Linked DNA regions of Rattus norvegicus: region 1 is linked to region 2. A link is a contact called in public Hi-C data. All regions are on one chromosome and are shown on one strand. The core of a region is the stretch at or near the end of the contact, and the rest is flanking DNA. Distances in the headings are between cores, read along the strand shown. Region 1 overlaps LOC103691380 (a long non-coding RNA gene). Region 2 overlaps Tcf7l2 (transcription factor 7 like 2).

Region 1 (4,958 bases), core at 1,894-4,393, 240 kb after region 2:
TCCCCTTTGGGAAAGAGAGTCATTAGGTAGTTGGTTTGTTTTGTATGGTCTTCTCTGTACCTTCTCCCTCACCCTCCCTCACTTCCGTTCTGTCCACATGCTCTTTGGAGTTTTGTGGATCCATTCACCAAAACTGCGAAATGGAAGCGACTCAAAAAGAAACCCCACTCCCTTTTAACATCCAAATGAGAACGGGTCAAAAACAGACAAACCCGAGGGGCACGATGGGTGCATATTCAATGGACAGGGAGAGCAGACCCCTGACATCCGGTTAGATGTTAACTTCGTAATTCATGTGGGTATTAGGGAAGACATTCCGTAGAGGAGTCTAGAAAAATGTAGCTCTGCTCAACGCAAGGACTGAACCAGCATCGTTCTGTTCCTTGTTGCTTCAGAGAGTGGGGGAAGCTGGGAGCTAGAAGAAGCCTCTTCCCCCTCCCCGTATCTCTGCACTACCTTCCCCCCTCTCTTCTCAGCTTCTAGACTTCTCTGAAGCCCTGTGTTTAAACTAGAGTCCTGGGAAACGTGGTCATTCCCAGTACCTAATTACATGTAGATCAATTAACACTAGGCCTTCGAAACGGGATGGGCACAAACTGGGAAGTCAGTTTTGGTAAGGAACGGATTTGAAGAGACCAGGTGAACAACGTCCGCTTTAATGCAGTTCCACACCAGCCATGTACGTCTTCTCTAACACAGTTCCACACCAGCAATGTTTCTGTTTAGATTTAGCATTAATTTTAGAAACCGTAAAACACAACATTGCCAAATTGGTTGATTGGAAATAGTGCTGCTTCCCAGAGGTCAACACTCCGCTGTCCCATACCAGAGGCCAGAAGTTGGAGGCCTCTGTGAGCTGGGGTGAGACAGGCCCAGGGCACACCTAGGTGAAACATCCCAGCATTCCATCCCCTGTTGTGTGTCTGTGAGTTCACTCGAGTGCCTGTGCTTCCGCGTATTGTAAAATTGGCTCTGCTTGAAAAGGGGGTGATATTTTTATCTGGGACGTTCTTTTTAGCTGAAGCTATATGGAATATTCTTCCTTAAAGTGGAGTTTGGCCATTTTAAATAATATAGTTAAATTTTCCTGAAGGGGTAGGGAATTGTTAGGGACTTTAAGAAGTTGACAGTATCCAATTTGCAAGTTAAAAAAGGGAAGAAAAGAAGGAAAGAAGGGAGGAAGGAAGAAAAAAAGAAAGAAGAAAGGAAGGAAGGAAGGAAAGGAGGGAGGGGGATGGAAAAGGAAGGCGGAGGGAAAGGAAGGGAGGAAAAGGAAGGAAGCAGAAAGAAGGGGGCAGAGGGAGGAGATGTATTGCTTTGTGATTTTGAAGTCAGAGCAGCACAGAAGAAACACTTAACCTTTCCTTAAATAATAAATACTGTCTGCTAAGTTGTTGAACTTTAAATCCTATGATAAAGTGGCACTTGCAGAGGCCGTACACAGTCAGGATAAACAGTTTCGTTCCCATGGGGTTTCTGCGTAAGAGATAGGAAAGATCGTCTTAGCAAAGCATTGTCTAATAACACTCGGTAGCCGGCCTCTTACAACATTGCGATTTTTAATTTCCGAATCACATTTTGTGAAAATCGTTAGCAAGCAGGGTTCAACGTGTTAGTCTCGACGCGAGCTGACTGTTCATTAAAAGACTTACATCACAGAGAATTGCTTAATGGGAATTGAAACAGCTCCTGTTTTTAAGGGGGGCCCTCACTAGTAGGAATGTCCCCCCAGAATGCCAGTGAGGTACTTCAGATAAGCATTCAGAATTACCTCTGGCTAAACAAGTGAGTCAGGAGAAAAGGAAAAGAAAAAAGGGGAAAAGAAGACTTTCAGTCAAGACCCCAGCGGCAGGAGGGTAGGATTTGGAAAGGCTCGGAATTTGAGCTTCTGGTGTTTTGTGAGCCGCTTGGTGTGGTTTGTTTCACCCAGCAGCTCTTCTAGATTTTAAACCTTGTTGCAAAGATAAATAAATAAACATTCAGGCATTCAGGGGGAATTTGACTTCTTTTTCTCTTTTCCTCATTAGAGTCGGGTTGTTTCTCCTCCTTGCCCTCGAAGCCTTGCTGCTCCAGGCTGATGCTTTCTAGAAGAGAAGGGAACAAGCGAGCCTCCTTCCACCTTGGGTGGGGCTTCCTGTGAATGTACTTAGGAATGAACGCAAGTCTTCCTTAGCCAGCATTTATGAGGCCCCACCACTGGGGCCACTGGTAATGAGAAAGAGGCATGGCTTTGATTTACTCTTGTCGTTTAAATAGATTTAAATCCACTGAAATGGTTTTGTCCCAATTCTTCTATCCATTTTTTCTCAGTTCACCGACTTCTCAGAAAAGCGGTTCCCACTGCTCCTGACAGTTTCCCCCGCTCTGCCAAGGCGACTGGGAGAGAAAGTTTTGTGCTTTTTTTTTTTTCTTTCTTTGTCTTGCTTTTCCACTCCTGAAGCCCTCTGAGGCCCTGGGGAAATCCTTAGCATGCACTTGGCCAGTATGGACCGTTATAAATAAAATACAAATCAAAGGCATCATTTCGCTGCCTCCTTTAGGTTTCTTAGGCAGGAAAAATGTTCTGATCACTGAAGCCATTTCAGGGCCTGAAATTAGAAAGTAATAAAAAATATCACACTTTCCCTGGTGGGCAGTGCATTTAATTGGCTACCCAGCAGGGGTCCGGCTCTTGAGTCAGAAGTGCTTACTGTGTGGATCCCTGCTTCCGAAGGACTACATGCAAACACTACCAAACAAGTTTAAAAAAAAAATAGCCAAAGAAAACAGGAAGAGCAGAGGCGAATTCAGAGATGGCGGGAGAATGTAAAGGAAGGAAGATGCACGCATTCTGAATTTATTTAAAAATTTACTACATGGGCTGTTCGTGTTTGTGAATATGTGTATGTGGGGCCCTCCCCATGACACATTTGGTATCTTTCAGATTTACTCTGGCGACATGACTTTTTTTTTTTTTTTAACGTAGAAAATAGACTGTGTTCGAACACTTCTGGATGTTCGAGGTTCACCTTTAAAAGCTGAATTTTCGGGTCACTCCTAGCCTAAGCAGGGCATGCTTGGCGCTAGAGGAGGAATCTGGATGCCCCGGGAGGGTTAGGATGGTCCCCAGCTTCAGCGGGACCGCAGCCCTTGCAGCCTGATGCTATGCTGCCACCTTCTGTCCCAGCTACAAGCAAGAGGCAGCTCAGCTCTGGGCTGGTTCCTTGAGCTTTTAGTAAGGCGGATTTCATGGATCCTGCCTGTTCCCAGAGCAGAAACGTCCGCTGCAGGCTGCAGGCCTGGAGTTTGGCTTCTTGAAATGGCCGCTTTCGGAACGAATGGCTACTTGTTCGGCTTGCCCCTCCCCCCTCCCCCTTCCAGATCTGGAAGTTTCCACAGGTAGGAGACCTGGGGATGAAAGGGAAGCAAAGGCAAGGCCTTTTGTTTCAAACACAGCATACGCCTATCTACACCATTGAGCTGAGTGAGGCCGAAGAGCGAGAAGGAGCCTTGACTCATGCGCGGGGCGAGATCTGGCACCCCGGGAGAGGTATTCCCAGGAATGAGCCCTTGGTGAGATATTTAAAACTTTGAGTGGACAAAGCATTAGACCCTTCCCCACAGGGACCAAGGCTATAGTGGCTCTAGGGACCTAACCTTAGTGAGCACAGAGCCCTTCCCAACTCTACTTTTTAATGATTTTTCAATTGACTTCCCATTCTATAAAAAGTATTGTGTTCCTGCTGGAAAACCCAACGGCTCTGACATTCAGTCTGAGGTCAGGCTGGCTTCAATACAGTTTCATTTCTGTGGAGCATTAAAACGACCCTGTCTCTACTTTCTTTGAGCAAAGAGCAAGTGAATTCACATAATTAAACCTATAAATACACGTTTTCGACAGGACATGGGAGGGTCCTCCCTTGACTACCAGCCAAAGCATGACGCTCAGAGTACCTGGGACCTGCCAAGAGGTCCTTGGCAAATCCACAGCCACTTCTGGCCCCACCAGTTTTAATTCGCTTGTCTCACTGGTCGGGGTGGTGGTATTCGATGCCCCTTTTGAAGCTCTGGGCAAGGCTGTGAGGCTAGAACAATTAGTTTAATTTGCGTTCCTCGCCAAAAGTTCCCTGGATAGATTTTATGGTCTCTACCAGACAGCAAGAGACAAAGAGAGGGGAAGAGGCAACATAGGCTGTCATGCTTAAAGGATCTTCTCTGGGGTGGCTTGGTTCTGCTATGAAGCGGATCACAAGGCGCCCATAATTGGCAGGAGTAGAGTTTGGACCGGGTGGGGCCAAGTGGAATACGCCCGTTAGGAGAAACCTCTCAGGAACTTTGAACTGTTCTCAGGGAAAAGTTTAGAATCCCACACTCTTCAAGCTACCACGTGACTTCTTGGCCCCATCCTGTGTCTGCCCTTGAGGCTCTGAGGCTCCTGAAGGCTGGGCTGTCCTTGGGAACCTCAGGGCCTGTCTGGGTGCTCAGCCCAGATCCCAGTCCTCTCACCTCATCAGTCCGGCTCCTCATCTCCCTGTTCCCGGCCACAAAGTCGCATGTGGAGAGAAGCCTTCCCAGAACCTTCGGCTGGGTCGGGCCTCTGGAGCCTTTAAGCCTTCCTTGGAAGCCAGGAGCTTCCTTGGCTCCTGTCCCACCAGAACACATGTCATAAAGACGGGACCAGAGGCCCAAACTGGTAACGCACTGTCGGCCTCCTTGAGAGAAATGCTCAGACCAAGCAGGCACCTCCCTTGCACAGTCTGTAGGCCTGGCTCCCCGGGCCTGTTCCTGGCTCTTACTCACGGTGTAGCTCTAGGGTGGGTCGATAAATAATAGGTGGAATTAACGAAGCTCATCCTTCAGGTAAGGAATGGCAGTAATGTGTCCCACCTGGAACGGCCGCCTAGAGGAAGTAATTTCCTCCCATTTTTTTTTTTCTTTTTAATCGTGGAGAAGGTTCTAGGGGCAGTTTCCACAGAGCG
Region 2 (4,783 bases), core at 1,493-3,992:
ATCCCTTCCTCCACCTTAGGAGTAGCAAAACTCCCCAATTCCTGCCGGTGGCTGTACAGTCAGTTTCCCTGTGGCCATATGGCCTTCAGAGGACTTCTGATCTTAATTACAGCATCCAGCCTTTGTTTATTTAAAAATCAAAAGGCGGACAGGCTATTGATGGTTTATCTGTATTAACTGCAGCACCATACCTGCCAACTGTCCCTTCAGTGAGAAAAGGGAGCTGCTATGATCCCCACCAACAGTTTACATGTGTGCGCACACCACTTAACACGGCACGTTCAATAGAAGTTCCTAGCTTTAGAATTGCCGCGCAGGCATTTGGACGTGTTGACGGACAGGAATGTAGGCACAGGGTTAGGAAGAGCATCCATCCAGGAAGTACTAGAGTTCAAACTCTGAGTCTTCACTTGCTGTGTTAACCAAGAGTCTTGGGGGTATATTCTCGGCAACCTCAACTTTGCCTTCTGTAAAGTAGGAACAGTAGCGGGGTTTGCAACCCCGAGAATGATACAAGATTTGGACTGCATGCTTATGAAAGGTGATTATGTGATTCGTTTCCTCGAGGAGGGCCATATAGGACATAAGCACTCTGCGCTGAAACACTCAGCCGGCTCCCAAGCGAGAACCTAATGCGGGGTCACTCGCTGGTTCTGAACGTGGTGTTGTTCTATGCGATTCATCGATAATTTTGATGTTCTAACTAAACCTTGGTTCTGGTGGAATGTGTGATCAAAAGAAGTCTTTTCAAAAATGGCTCTTTCTTGACGACGCTGATAAACCATCATAGAAAACGGCTTTGCCATAAGCTTAGAGGGGCCAGTTTTTAAAACCAATGAAGACATGTCAGGAAACATTAAACACGTTTGCTTAACACACATGGTAATTCTTGGCTTCTTCCCCTGGCTTTAAGAAGCCTTTCTCTTAGAAAAATCCAATTCTTATGGGTCTCTGTAGGGTCTGAGTAGAGACAACTTTGGAAAACAAAACAAAACAAAACAAAACTGGTGTCTCCTTAGATAACAATGGCCTCTCAGTTGTTCTTTTAGGTCCTCAAGCTTCTTTCCCGCGAGCCCATCAGTTGTTTGAATAATTGCTTTTTAAAGAAGTGGGTTTTAGGAGCTGTATTTAAGGAATTTATAATCTCCATGCTAAAATATTGCCTACTGGGAAGTCATTGCCACCCCTCCCTACCTCCAATGCCTCCTTCTCTTCCTTTTCTTCTTTTAGGATCTCCCTTCCCCACTATTCTAGTAGTGGTGTTTTTAGGTGTAAATTCTTGCAGCTTGGATTTTCTTTTCTTTTTTTGAGCATTTAACCAGTGCCTCATCAGTTCTGTGTATTTATACTGGGCACAGCAGTAAGCATGTTTTAAACTTACATACCTCGTTGGTTGCAAAAGTGCCTTTTTTTTTCTGACAAGCTTGGCTGCCTCAAAATTACAGTGAGGGCAAAGAAGAGTCTAATTGCTGGCTCTTGACCCCTAAGCGTCTGTATATTTTACCTAATTTATAGTTGGAAAAACAGCTAAAAATGTTGTGTGTGTGTGCCAGTCATTTATGTCATAGTTTATAAAGCCTAGAACCAAATGTGCAAATGCTAAGCTAAGTACTGGGTCAAAGAGCTAAAATCCAGGGGGCCGGACAGATGGCTCAGTGGTTAAGAGCAATGTTGCACTTACAGAGGACCCAGCACCCACCCAAGGCTCACCAGGAACTCCAGCTTCTTGGATCTGATACTCTCTTGTGCCCTCTGCAGGTACGGGATGCGCTCACAGAACGCTTTTCCACATAAAAATTTCAAAAATCCGAAATAAAATTTTTAAAGAGACAAAATCCAAATCAATATTGATATTTATACATACTACCTGAGTGACGGTAATATTTTTTTGTCCCAATTGCAGACTAATTTTGCCAAGTGAGTGGACTACAGAAGAAAAAAAAAAAGCCAATAGCTCTCTGAGTCAGGATAGACTTTGAAAAGAAATGGAGTTTGATTATTGACACAAAGTTTCCTGTGCTCTAATCTCCATAGCGCCTCACGGTTAGATAATTTCACAGCAGAGCATGACATTTAGATTCTTTTTAAAACTCAATTTAAAATGTGTTCCTTCCCCAACATGGAGGTAAGGTGAATTTTTATTTGGGAAAACGTTATTGAGGGAGCTGAGCTTTGGGTTCTGGTTCTGTTTGAGGCTCAGTGGGCTAGGAGACAGTGCTGGCTTTCAAGATCCTGAGCCCACTGAGGGCAAGAGTTCCCCTCAGTTCATTTATCACCTTAGCTTTAGTGTGGGGAGTCTGGCTGGGTGACATTTCCAGACGGGGTGAACGAACCAGACATCCTTAAGGGAAGGAAGAGTGTGAGAGAGAGCCTGAGAGGTCTAAGCCAGGAGCAATGGTGTTTGCTTCCTCTCTTGCTCCTCTCTCTGCTCTTTTCCCTCTCCTTCCTCCTCCTCCACCACCTCCTCCTCTTCATTCATTAAAACTACTAACCAGCCCTCATTAGATCAGTTCTTCCATGTTCCCCCGAGCTTGTTTGTGTTTTCGTCTGTACTGTGGGGCTGCTGTCATGTGTGTCCGTATTTGGGTATGAGAAACAGTCTCTCTTAAGCTTCCTTGAAGAGATGGGCTAGACAAAAACAAGATGGTTTTTGACAAAACAACCCGCAGCCCAGACTGTTCCAAGATGCTTGCTTGCATTCAAAACCAGTTTCCCAGTCTGCTTGGGGCAGGCAGTTGCAACATGCTCTCCATCTGGGCCTCATGTGAGTGCATTCCCGACGCCACGCTGTGGCAGGAACCTTGGCAGGACTTCCCCGGTGAGAGCCAATGGGCGTTGTTGCTATGGTGGAGGCATGTCATAATTTAATTTTACTTTATTATTCAGTGGACGTGCCCATTGTGTGTTACCCTCTGGGTGTGTTTACAAGGAGCTTAGGAAAGAGGCTGAGGCTGTCACATCTGTTGAGTCTGCTTTGACACTGTACAGCGGGTGACTTCACACATGTGCTTGCTTGCACACACACAGCGCTTTCTTCCTTCTTACCCAGCACTAATTCTGGGGCTAACGGAGACATCCCTCTCTAGCTGGTGATTGGCCAGGCTCAGGAGGACCTGCCTTCTTAAAGTCCCCTTCCTTCTGCCTGGAGAAGCCCCTGAGGCAGCTTGGGATTAGGCATGTGCACTCCTAATCTCTCAAACCTCACGTGTGCTATGAACAAGTCCCCGTGGTTACTTAAGTGGAACATTAGTCAGCATCCTGGATATGGGTGACTCTCCTCTGGCAATCTTCCTAAACTTCATATGACACACGAAAGTTAAAAGTCCACAAAAACGTCATTTGTCCCTTAATGAAAACTGGGGACTTTCAGAATGGCATTATGTCTTCCCACTGTCCCTGGGCCTCTGGGACGGCAATGTGTGGTCTCTCTGCAGGGACGAGTAGTGATAATATTTTCAGCATCTGACTCAATTGTGGGATGCGGATTCGGTCAAGGACCACATATTTAGATCCTCCTCCATATTTAAATAAAAATTGAAGGGGAAGAAGCCTTCCTGTTTTAAAGCGTTGCAGGTGGATTTCTGTCACGGCTGGAGTTTCAAATGGTTCTCCCCTCCAAATAATTGGTTTGTTCTGCCCCTTGCTTTCCCTGTAAGTTATCCTCAGCTGAAAGGCCCCGTCTGCAGCCTTTGTTATATTGCCATGATAGTAGTACTTAACTGGAAGCTCCATGAGTGGCAGGCATCTTTTGGTTCAGTAATCAAAACCTGACCCCAAACCCTGGCCATACAGATTTTTAAGCATCTGTCTATCCTTATATACAAAAATGATTCTTATCAAGCAAGTCTGTGGAGAAATCACCGTTAGCATAATTTCTAACTCACTAAAGCAGCGTGGTGTCAGTATTCAACTCTCACCAACCCCATGTTTCAAGAAGTGGTCAGCAGCTATGAGGACTTGAGTCCTACAAACTGGGGTGCATTCCTGCCTAGGATGGTCAGCTGTGCTTGGCACACTGCTGGCAGCTGGAGTCTATTTAAGGGGGTTCTGCGAGGTGACAGCCATGTATCATGGTGAGAAATTATGATCCTTTGTTCTTATTGGTCTTTGCTCACATGTCTCCTAATCTCAGGAAGACCTGTGGTTTTTCTTCTTCCCCACCAGCATTTTAAAAAAATAAATAAATTTTGTCATTAGAGATCTATGATATTGTGGGCACTATAAACTGAAAGATTTCTGTTAGCTGACCACTTTTTTTTTTTTTAATAAAGTCTGAAAAGTAGCTAAATCCTCAAGTCAGACACAGACATAAAAACGCTCCTTCTAAGACTTGGATGCATGGCCAGTCATTCCCTTTAAAGTTTCCCAGGATGGTTCATTCAACTGTTCAAAGCCTATCATGTGGGTTCTGTTGACTGTCAGTTGTTACAGGTCAGATACGGCCCGATGGTTGTTAAAATCTTGATAATGCCATCTCTAATCTTGTGAGTTTTGCAAAGGGATTCCTGATGAACAGTCAGGAATTGCTGCTGCTAACATCTTATTTAGTGTCAGTGTGACTTGCTAAGCTCTCTCGCTTAGTTAGTATGTTTATTCTGAGATCATCTGTCCATCCGTCCATCCATCCATCCATCCATCCCTCACCTGTCTGTCCATCTATCCTTCCTATCTATCCTTTCTATCTATCATCCATCCATCTATCCCTCACCTGTCTGTCCATCTATCCTTCCTATCTATCTATCTATCTATCTATCTATCTATCTATCTATCTATCTATCTATCT

What was found. A called contact is a pair of places that touch in the nucleus more often than the background predicts.
Region 1: a Hi-C map of psoas muscle shows a contact between it and region 2, with 2.3 times the contacts expected there. The contact joins two enhancer-like sites. A contact is called at or near these places in 3 of 12 Hi-C or Micro-C datasets (Schwann cells, frontal cortex and psoas muscle).

The regions. Positions count from the first base shown.
Region 1 is chr1:265,172,723-265,177,680 of GRCr8, forward strand. All of the region lies in intron 3 of LOC103691380 (a long non-coding RNA gene), which reads right to left. Among named protein-coding and RNA genes, the nearest start is that of Habp2, 150 kb to the right of the region's middle. Within about 2 kb of position 3,144, at least 4 of the 93 cell types and tissues checked have an H3K27ac peak or open chromatin away from gene starts, as enhancers often do.
Region 2 is chr1:264,929,214-264,933,996 of GRCr8, forward strand. All of the region lies in intron 5 of Tcf7l2 (transcription factor 7 like 2), which reads left to right. Among named protein-coding and RNA genes, the nearest start is that of Tcf7l2, 140 kb to the left of the region's middle. Within about 2 kb of position 2,743, at least 9 of the 93 cell types and tissues checked have an H3K27ac peak or open chromatin away from gene starts, as enhancers often do.